3 separate regions of the Mus musculus genome follow, and regions 1 and 2 are each linked to region 3. A link is a contact called in public promoter capture Hi-C data. All regions are on one chromosome and are shown on one strand. Each heading gives the region's core, a stretch centred on a gene start, on an enhancer-like site or on the middle of the called end of the contact. The rest is flanking DNA. Distances are from core to core; before and after follow the strand shown.

Region 1 (3,400 bases), core at 895-3,394, 2.8 Mb before region 3:
TGCAGGAGATGCAACCCTAACAATCGAAAATCCAACTCTCCACATGGCTCAGCTTAAGAAACTCACAAACTTCAGTAACATGGTGACAGGAATTTCACAGTAGCTCTTAATTTCTACCCTCCGCCTGCTCTACGCTCTCAATTATACCTTCTCTTTAAAGGCAATCTAGGGGGCCCAGCAATTTTTTTCTTGTGTAGAACCCAAGTTTGGTTTTCAGCACCCACAATGGGATGCTCGAGGTTCATGCCCTCCAGGGGCACCTGCACTCATGTACATATGCCCGCGTCACCCAACACTGACACACTTTATAAAGTAAAAATTAGTATTGCGCCCCAAAAGACAATCCAACAGTAAAGGGCGAGTCACGCAACTCCACATCACATTCACTCCAGTCTAAGGGCGCAGAGGCGCTCAGCACCCATGCCGCTTTCAGCGGAAATATGAGAAAGAGGTCAGTACTACTCTAAAACACAGAAACTCACAACGCAAGTTTTCCGCTCACTCTCATATCTTCCAGAACCGTTAGAGCAAACTGCATGGAATTCCTCTGAAAACCAAAGAACGGCTTTCCGGAGCTTCCCAAATCAACCTGTCGTCGCCTGCGCCCCGCCACCCTCAGAGGGTCTCCACAGGCTTCCGACGCACGGGGATCCCGACCTGTCACTCACTTGCGGGTGCAGCGCTCTCCGCTTCGCCGGCCGGTTGCTCCATCTCTTCGTCGCTGTGGGCACCGTCCTGGGAGGGCGGCGGCCCTTCCTCCTGGTGGCAGGCAGTGGAGGGCTTGGTGCCCTTACGCCGCATGGTGGCTGCGGCAGAAGAGTCCCGAGTCAGGTCGGCCCGCAGCTCGCCGCTCAGGCCCCGCAGCAGCAGGACGGGCTCCGCCCAGGACCCACCCCGCCACCGCGTTCCCCAACGCCGCTAGCCAGTAGCGGGTCCCTAGGAAAGTGGCTACTAGGAACCCAGCAGTGGCAACCGGGCGGGACGGGTTTTCCCACGCCCCAGCTACGTGGGGAAACATAGCCGCGCCTGCCATCGCGCCCAGGACGGAGGAATTCGCTCAGGCCACCCCCGCCCCTGTGGAACCATCTCATAAGAGAAGGACGTCTGCTGACAAGTCTCCTCCCGTCGGGGCTGGGGAGTGAATGTGCTCGGAATCGGGGAGGGAGGGAGAGAGGTACAGAGTGGGAGAGAGAGAGAGAGACAAGTTCGTCCAGCTTCGGGGCTGCGTGGCTACTCTCCAGAGCAGCAGCGCCTGCCTGCCCGGGCGACTTGTCAACCCCCTCCCTTCTCCCCGCCATTTAGGTCCTGACGCCCGGACGGCCCTCGGAGAAGTCCAGGTCTCTTTTCCTCATCGCCCCAGCGGAGAGGATGGCCGAAGCCGGAGTCACCCGCCACACACTGCTGAACTGGACTCTGGCAGCGTCTGCTTGGGTTGGGTCACTTTCCGGGATAGTAGGGGGTCTAACCCTCCCGGGTCCGGGGCGGAGTCCCGATGGACGACAGTGTAAGCCATGCCAAGTGCCCAGGAGAGGCTCTGAGTGGGGCTGCAGTCCCCTTAGGAGACAGGACGGATCGGCCTGGGGGAGGGGACGCTCTGGCCGAGCCAGGCTCGCTGCCTCCCCCAGGAAGAGGCGCCGGAGCCGCCGCCCGGCCGCCGAGGGGGAGGGGTGACAGGCACGGGAGCTCGCCGAGCCGCCTCCGCCGCTCCAGCTCCAGGCCTTGGGGTTGCGGGCGCCCGCGGGGCAGGGAGGAGAAAGTGTGACAACCTGATCTAGAAGAGAAGGACTTCACCTGTCGGCGGGTCCACTCCGAGCCGGGCTGAAATGGTGGCACGGCCGACCCCCCGCCTCGCTCCTCCCGGTGTCTCGGCTCCGGGTCCTTCACTCGAAAATGGCGCCTAAAATCCAAACTCGAACGGAAATTCGTTACAAACGCGCGCAAGGGTTTCTGGGACCCGCGAATTTGAAAAAAAGTGCGGCGAGTCCCACCGCCATCTTCGGGCCGTTCGGGCGCATGCGCGGGCTCTACCCCAGGGACCGTGGCGCCGAGGGCCAAGTTACGACTGGGAAGGGAGAGCAAGCAGGGCTACGTCCTTTCTGTGGACTTTAACAGAAATGAGAGTTTCGCACTTCTAGAACGACAGCATTTGAAAAACTGGAGGAATTTGAAAAAGAAGGAAAAAAAACAAAACAAAACAAGCAGGGTCCCGCCTACAATTGTAGGCGGGTCCAAGTTGCCCAATAACACCTTCCAGGGAGAGGGCGGGCTCGGTTAGGGGCGGGGTCAAGAGCCCGCTCGGGTGACTGGCACCTAGCAAGTATCGCGGGAACATGGCAGGGGGAAACGCTCGCAGCGCTTAGAAATCACTATGGTGACGGAAAGGTCGGGAGGCTATTTGGTAACTAGTTCGAGCTCTGAGAGCAGTCGCCACCGCTTTCCTGGAACTTGAGGTAAATTTCTTCATCTCCAGAGCCTTTGAAGAAAGGGCTTGGAAGCGGTAGCGGTCATTAAGACCTAGCTTCTCTTGGTTAGATGGGATGAGCTTTGCGGGAGCATCAGTTATTTTCCATCTTCTTCCAGCCACCAGGGTGTTGATCTTGGGATGTGGAGTTTACAGGTAAAGCGAGGAAACCGGGATTATTGAGTTAACCTTGTAGTCCATTTATGAATAACAATGATTTTTGAACTATTTTGTGTAAGTGACACTACTGAAAGGTGTTGAGTTTAAATAACCATTTGGCCAGCAGGGCTCCTAGTGGGAGAAAGGATTCGCTGGTGATAACTAGTTACCGTTATGGGGGAATTAGTTCATAAGTAGCATTTGTCTTTGTTACACAGTGAAAGGAATAGCAAGGGTTGTTAAATGGATGCGGCAATTCCTAATCCCGAGCGGTTTAGTTTCCTTAATGGGCTTTTAACCTGAGTTTGAGGATAATGATGGTTGGGACAGAGTTTCTGACTCTCCGAAAATTGTATACCAAGTTTTGTGTGTTTTGGCATTGTTTTCCTGAATGTTTAGTGACCCTATAATTTTGAAAAACGGTCTGTATCACTCATCCTCCCCAATGTTAAAGAACCGCTGATTAATTTCGCTGCCCCCAGTAAGTATTTATACAGCAACTTTTAAATTGAGAGCTGTTAGCCTTTCTCTTTTTTTTTCCTCAACCTATTTAGGGTTTGGCATTTTAGAGCACCAATAAACCTTTTTTTTTTAAAAAAAAAGATTTATTTATTATTATAATCTAAGTATACTATAGCTGTCTTCAGGTGCACCAGAAAAGGGTGTCAGATCTCATTACAGATGGTTGTGAGCTACCATGTGGTTGCTGGGATTTGAACTCAGGACCTTCAGAGAAGAGCAGTCAGTGCTCTTAACCACTACTGAGCCATCTCTCCAGCC
Region 2 (3,217 bases), core at 230-2,729, 2.1 Mb after region 3:
GGGAAAGAAATTTTCAGAAGTTCCAATGCAGGGCGTAGAACAAATGAAATAATCCCTTTCCTAAACTATCAATGTGTTACATTTCGATGTGCTCTAAGTTCTCATTTCCAGTTGTTTGGAATTAAAGAGGTAAAAACTCCAGTGGTAAATAATACTTGGCTCTACAGTAATCTAGTTGTAAGTAAAGCCTTACATATATCTTCCTCCTCCATTGCCTCTGCTTCACTGTAAGAATGAGAAACAGTCATAGAATTAAGGGCAGAATTCTTCATGAAACTTTGTATTTTCTGAAGATGTACAGATGATTAGCACCCTTCACACAAGGACATCTCAAATATGGAGCATGAAACATATCAAAGGAAAGTTGTGATTGGTGAAATGTGAGCTAGCAGAAACTGCTAAATATACAGTGTGCACTGACAACAGTAATGGCCATGAAGCTTCAGGGATATGCCTGCTGTGTTAGGTCACATTTCCAGCTAAAACTGTGTTTGTGTTACAGTTACAACTATTTAAAGGCGTGTGTGTGTATGTGTGTGTGTGTGTGTGTGTATGTGTGTGTGTATGAATATAAGAATATGACTATATATACATATATATGAATACAAGAGATAATACAGAGAGAAAAAACATTGCTTTCTAATAACAATAAACTTATTGATAATTTGCTTTGCTTTCATTAATTTGTGGCATTCTTGTGTGTGTGTGTGTGTGTGTGTGTGTGTGTGTGTGTGTGTGTGGTGTACAGATAGTTGTCCTATCCATGCTTTGCATTTCCCACAACAGATTACTGGCAAATTCTAGTATCAGGCATGGATCTTATTTTCTGAAGTGGCAATGTGGAGACACAACACTGGGCAACAACCTGCCAGGGTAGGTCTTGCTCAGATAAATCAGTGCTCCCCTGCAGTGTGCTTCTCTTAAAAAGAGTTTTAGTCTCTGCTATTAAACAATAAAGTTCAATGCTACATTATTCTGCATAACAGGTTTCAGAAGAACAGCTTCTGAAACCCCAGTACATTCATGAAGCAACAGGAGTCTTCTAAAAACAGATTCTGATTCTGCAAGTCTGAGTAGCAGCCCTTAACTGTACATGCCTAGCAACCTCTTAGCTGCTGCTGCACCACAGAGCACTCTGTGAGGAGCAAATGTTCTGTACAGCATCAAGACTCCAGCTGGAGACACAAGCCCCTGCTCACCAGTTCGCCCACCACCTGAATTGACAAGAAAGAAGATGGCTTACCCTTCACACATGGGTGATACCGGCTCCAAAATAGCTTCATCTACTGGGATGATTCTGGAGTGGATAGGAAACAGTCCTGCAATAACAAGTGAATGATTTTTGGCATCTACATATCCAGACAAATTAAACTTGGCCATCAATCTGCATTGTACTTCCTCTGTTTTGTTTTGAGCACCCAATACAGCCCACAAAAATGCAAGAAATCCTAAAGCTAAGCTTATCTGTCTGCTGGCCATTTTAATAAAGCGAGTTTTAAGAAACTGACTAGTGTGGAAATCACACACGTTTTAGTGAAGCGCCTTGATTGAGTGGAAATGTGTGTGTCCCAGTGGACTTGGCTTGTCACTACTTGCTACATAATTTTCATGTCTCAATCAGGGGCCTTGAAATCACTTGCAATTTGTGGATCTGGACTGGGAGCCGAGTAACCCTTTGAGAACAAACTTCAGAAAATCCCCATATGCTTTGAAACAATAAATAATAAAAATGTGGATTCTAAGTTTAAAACTCATTTTAATTTGTAGAAACTATCCTTCTTGTTTAGAATTGAGTCTCACTACATGTAAATCCATGGTCTTCAAAGGTAAGGGACAGTATCCTGCTTCATCATAAAGTATCAAAAGAGGTGACAGCTCTCTCATTACCTCATTGATGAGTAGGATACTAACAAAATACCCTAGAAAAAATACTGTAAGGCCCGTATATATTTAATGAACTGTTTCACACATACCATTTTTGTTATACTTTAATAACAGACCAACTACTACTCTCAGAATACACTCTATAGTTTCAGGCTTATATCTCTAGTCGCTTCTAAAAAATTCTTCCTCACTTCCTTTCTTCCTTCCTCCTTCCCTCCAATCTCTCCACTCTCTTCCTTCCCTCCTCCATCCTCTCCCTCTCCCTCTCCCTCTCCCTCTCCCTCTCCCTCTCCCTCTCCCTCTCTCTCTCCCTCTCCTCCTCCTCCCCCCCTCCACTCCCCTCCCCTTTGTCCACTCTCCCTTCTCATCTCTAACCTCACCACACCCCCATGCTAGTGCTGAGCCACACGTCTAATCCATGTGCTTCCTTTCTTACTAGACTCACCTCTAAGACAAACCTCACTTAGAAGATCAATCTACTGTTCTTTCAGTCCTCTCCAGTTGCCCTCTCATCCCCATTTCAAACACCTTTCCTTGGAGTATAAAATTCATAATATTTTCAGAAAACAGCCCAGCCAACATATTAGATCTTGATATCAGTGTAGACCCTTTTATCTTGCACCTTGCCACCAAAACCTTTTTCTCACAAAAGCAATAGAAACCTACCAAAAATTGATGTACACTGGAAGTGAATACAGCTTTCATTGTCATCCTAAGACATAGAATAAGCAAAAAGTACAAAATAAGGCAATTTTGAGTTATTTATGGTTTAGTCACATTATGGAATGCAAAGCCTTTTAGGTCTTATTCTTAAGAACAAAAATATACATAGGCAGCTGGAGAGATGGGTCAGTAGTTAAGAATACACACAGTGCTCTTGCAGAGGACTTGGGTAAAGGTCCCAGTACCCACATTGAGTGTCTTACAACAGTTTTCAGTTTTAGTTCCAAGGGAGCTGACACCCTCTTCTGGCTTAGCTGGCATCTATATGCACAGGACCCACATAGTTTGCATATAGGAAAACACATATTCACTATTAATTTTTAATTAACCTTTAAAAATACAAGAGAAAATCTCACAGTGTACATAAAGTTAGCACAATGGAATTATATTCTAAGGTTGTAGAATTTACCAGTAAATTGTAACTCTTTTACCTATGTATTTCCTTCTTAAAATTAAGACAAAACTGCCAAATACAAATCAGAAGAAACATAACATCCCCCTTGTCATTCTACTTTAACAGACCAATCATTTTCATGATACCATGCTCATTTATAGTCCCAGTCAGTACTCATGTAGTATTATTAAGTTACTGTGTGTGGGTTTTAACTTT
Region 3 (3,513 bases), core at 495-2,994:
GCCGTCATCTACTCCCTCTGACTCCTGCGCCTGACTTTATAAAGCATGCCCCCCTTGACCTTCACTGTGGAACTAAACTGGGATGAGGGAACCCTGAAGGGATTCTGCTGAGTCTGCAGGAGATCCAATTAGGCTCCAGTCAACTCAGAAGGAGCAGAGGGGGAGGAGTCGGCCAAGGGGCTGGGAAAGTCGCTGAAGTTAGCCAGGGCCCTGAAATAGTCGGAGGAAACAGGAGCTGGCCTAAAGAAAGTGACGGGATAAAATTAGAAGACTTGGAAATCCCTAACGGAGGGACTCGGGGCAGCGAGGAGGGTCACTGTTAAACACCTGCCAATGGACTCCTTCAATATCTGGTCGGATCCGGTATCAGGAACCTCTGACGTCAACTTCCAGACTGATGGTTTAAATCCTCGTTTTTTTCTTTTGGGTTCCTCGGGCTTGGAAATACTTTTAAAAGGCAATGAGCCTGCCTGGCGTGGTGTGAGCTCTGTGAGTGTGCCTATGAAAAGTACTGGGGCTCTGAGTGTGAGGGTCCCCACAAAAGCTTGCCTCTAGGGACAGAGCCGACCGTGGGCTTACCTGCGGGCAGCCAGTGGCGGGCGACCCAGCTCTGCACGGCGCTCAGGTCGGCGCGCGTCCGCCGCAGTTCCTCCAGCACAGCGCCTAGGCCAGGCACTGTCGCCTCGGGTCGCCGCGCCTCCGCGTCCTCCAGGCGCGCCAGCCTGAGGCTCGCGTCACGGCTCTCCTGCAGCAGCGGCTCCAGCGCCCGCACCAGCCTGGCGTCTGCGGGGCCACCGGCTGCGCACGGCCTCGCCATGCCGCCCGCCAGCCGCCCCAGCTCTGCCCGCAGCCGCTGCAGCTCTCCACGGAGGACGTCGTCGGTGGCCTGCAACAGCATGCCCTCCCGCATCTGCGAGTTCTCCAGCATGATGAACAGCTTGTCCCACTCCGAGTGCTCCTGGCGGCAGTCGCATGGCGTGGCTAGAACGCAGGACACACACAAGTGTTATCAGCTTGTCCTGGGTGGCCATGGGTTGCACTCTTGGTGACTCCAAGTTTCAGCCTGTCCCCAGCAACCGCTCTCCTTCTAAGGATAGCTCTGAAAACAGCGTGCGTGTAAACTCAAAGATGACACAGGACTATTCTTTATAGGACATGTTAAACTAACTGAGAAAATGCCATTAATATAGCTAAAAACAGTTAAAGATTTCGTATAACTTAACTCATCATAAATGTTACAAAAATAATTTAAAACCTCTGGCTTTTCTCAGATAGTCCTTGCTTTCTTGCTTTCCTTTTTTCCCCCAGTCCTTGCTTTCACAAATAAAGTATAATTTTAGCTTGCTTCATTGGCTATCTATGTTAATTATGTTAATCGCGCCCCCCAAAAAGTGAGTTATGTAGTTTTGATACGCTGAGAGAGTTAAAAATGAACTTACGGTCCTCGGTGGGATGAAGTCCATTGTCTATTTCGTTGTCCAAATTCACATACATGAGCTCGTAGTCATCCGAGGTCTCAGCCACTACTGCAGACCAGAGAGCACAAAGCAGGATCGCAGGGAGGTGCATTGCTGGAGAGGCGAAATTTGCTTCGCAGCCGCAGGGGAAGAAGCGAGACTCTACAGTGATCCGAGTTTGAGCCCGGGAGAGATAGTGTGAGGCAGGAGTGAAGCCCTTAATAAACGCTCCAAAGCATGAGCGGGATGAATGACTAATGTCGGTGGCACAGCGCGAGGGAGTTCCCCTGGATTTGGGGGAGGGGGTTGGGTGGGAGGGCAAGGGAGCTGAAGAGGTTGCACAATGTTAAACCACCGAGGTCCACACTGCAGGCAGATTAATTAGAGGCGAGTCAGGGGGAGAAGGGGAGGGAAGCTGGACTTTTCTGGTGCCCCTGAGGATTAGTTGCTGTAACCTGAAGTGCTAGCGCTTTGGGGGGTGAGGAGCACAGAGGTACAGGGCGAATTATCATTTTGGCATTTGGTGTGAGCTTTCATTACTCCACAACCCCTGAAGTTATGGAAAACTTTTTTTTTTCACTTTTCCTTTGGATACTTTCTCAAGACCAAGCTATAGAAAATGATTCCGTGACTCCAAAATAACCCATTAAGAATTTTTATGACTCTAGAAGTCAATCTTGACTAACTAGTCTTGACTCCTCTGGTGGAGCAACTAAAAAACACAGTATGGCTGGGTCAAAACCCAGTAAAACAGGAAAGTGAGGGCGGGAATATAGTGGCTTTAGGTGCTTGGGTATTCTTGACATATCCTATCAAGGTCCTGTTTTAAATTTACATTAGTGACTGTGTGTGTGTGTGTGTGTGTGTGTGTGTGTGTGTGTGTGTAAAACCTGCCCCCTCCCCCAGTGCAAAGTACCTAGATAGGTGTTGATAAGTCATAATAATAGTGATAAAAAATTAAAACATTTGAATAAACTCCAAATAAAGCAAGATCTAAAAAACTACACAGATCTAGAGGGAACCACTCCCAGAGGATACCCCTGAGCTGATACAAGTCTCCAATATACAAAGGAGATGGAGGGGGAGGGTTACCAGTCACATCCTGATCATGATGGCAGGGCTACTACCCTCAGGCCAGGCCTCTCAGAAGGCTGCCTCTTGGATTTCCATAGGTAAATTCCTCTGCTCCTGACAGAGACTCATGAGTGGCTTTCCTGGCCTGAGTGCCCTCACGCATCTGGAATGCACATGCATGTACCATCCACCACAATAAAAATGAATCCACAGTTAAACATAGCTAGACACGGAGGGAACAGGGCATCATAAGCATGAATCAACACAAAGTCAAAAGGCATCAGGCCCCTGCTCAAGAGCTTCACTTATTTGAGATCACGGCTAAAGACAGGGTATGTTTGAAACCGTTAAAGCCATCAGAAAGCGATGGCAATATGAGACAATACGATATTGTTTAAAGGGCAGTGTGGAGCCACAGCTTTGTAAGGTGCTTTTCTCCTAAGGCTGTGGGCTCGAGTTCAGTTTCTAGAGTCCACATTAAGAAACCTGATGTGGTGCTGTGAGGTCCTAATGCCAGTACAGAGAGCCTCTGGGATCCCTGGCTAAACAGCTAAGCCTATTGGGCAAGTTAAGGCCCACGAGAGACCCTGTCTGAAAAAGCAATGTGGAAGAACTGGATAAAAATGCTTACTGTTCTTTCAATGTCTGTGGATTGTAGCATAGTTACCTGTACTGTATGGCTAATGTCCAATTACAAATGAGCACATACCATGTGTGTCTTTCTGGGCCTGGGTTACCTCACTCAGGATGATCTTTTCTAGTTCCATCCATTTGCCTGCAAATTTCACGATGTCTTTGTTTTTAATAGCTGAGTAATATCGCATTGTGTAAATGTACCACACTTGATCCATTCTTCAGTTGATGGACACCTGAGTTGTTTCTAGTTTCTGACTATTACAAATAAGGCTGCTATAACATAGTAGAGCAGGTGTTTCTGTAGTTTGGTGGAGCATTTTTTGAGTATATGCCCATGAGTGGTATG

The links. Promoter capture Hi-C pulls out the DNA fragments that hold promoters and counts their contacts.
Region 1: a promoter capture Hi-C map of liver shows a contact between it and region 3, with 5 times the contacts expected there. The contact joins the promoter of Smc4 here to the promoter of Ptx3 in region 3. A contact is called at or near these places in 2 of 39 promoter capture datasets (the 3T3-L1 cell line and liver).
Region 2: a contact with region 3 is called in a promoter capture Hi-C map of hippocampal neurons, with 9 times the contacts expected there. The contact joins the promoter of Vmn2r1 here to the promoter of Ptx3 in region 3. A contact is called at or near these places in 2 of 39 promoter capture datasets (hippocampal neurons and pre-B cells).

Annotation. Positions count from the first base shown.
Region 1 is chr3:69,003,482-69,006,881 of GRCm38.p6, reverse strand. Smc4 (structural maintenance of chromosomes 4) reads right to left here and starts at 2,144. Exons shown (of 24, transcript NM_133786.4): 1 at 1,792-2,144; 2 at 669-806. The coding sequence starts at 801. Ift80 (intraflagellar transport 80) reads left to right here and starts at 2,312. Exons shown (of 20, transcript NM_026641.2): 1 at 2,312-2,450.
Region 2 is chr3:64,079,904-64,083,120 of GRCm38.p6, reverse strand. It overlaps Vmn2r1 (vomeronasal 2, receptor 1), which reads right to left and starts at 1,479. Exons shown (of 6, transcript NM_019918.2): 1 at 1,244-1,479. The coding sequence starts at 1,479.
Region 3 is chr3:66,218,118-66,221,630 of GRCm38.p6, reverse strand. Ptx3 (pentraxin related gene) reads right to left here and starts at 1,744. Exons shown (of 3, transcript NM_008987.3): 1 at 1,440-1,744; 2 at 580-981. The coding sequence starts at 1,569. The region is part of intron 4 of Veph1 (ventricular zone expressed PH domain-containing 1); the gene reads left to right.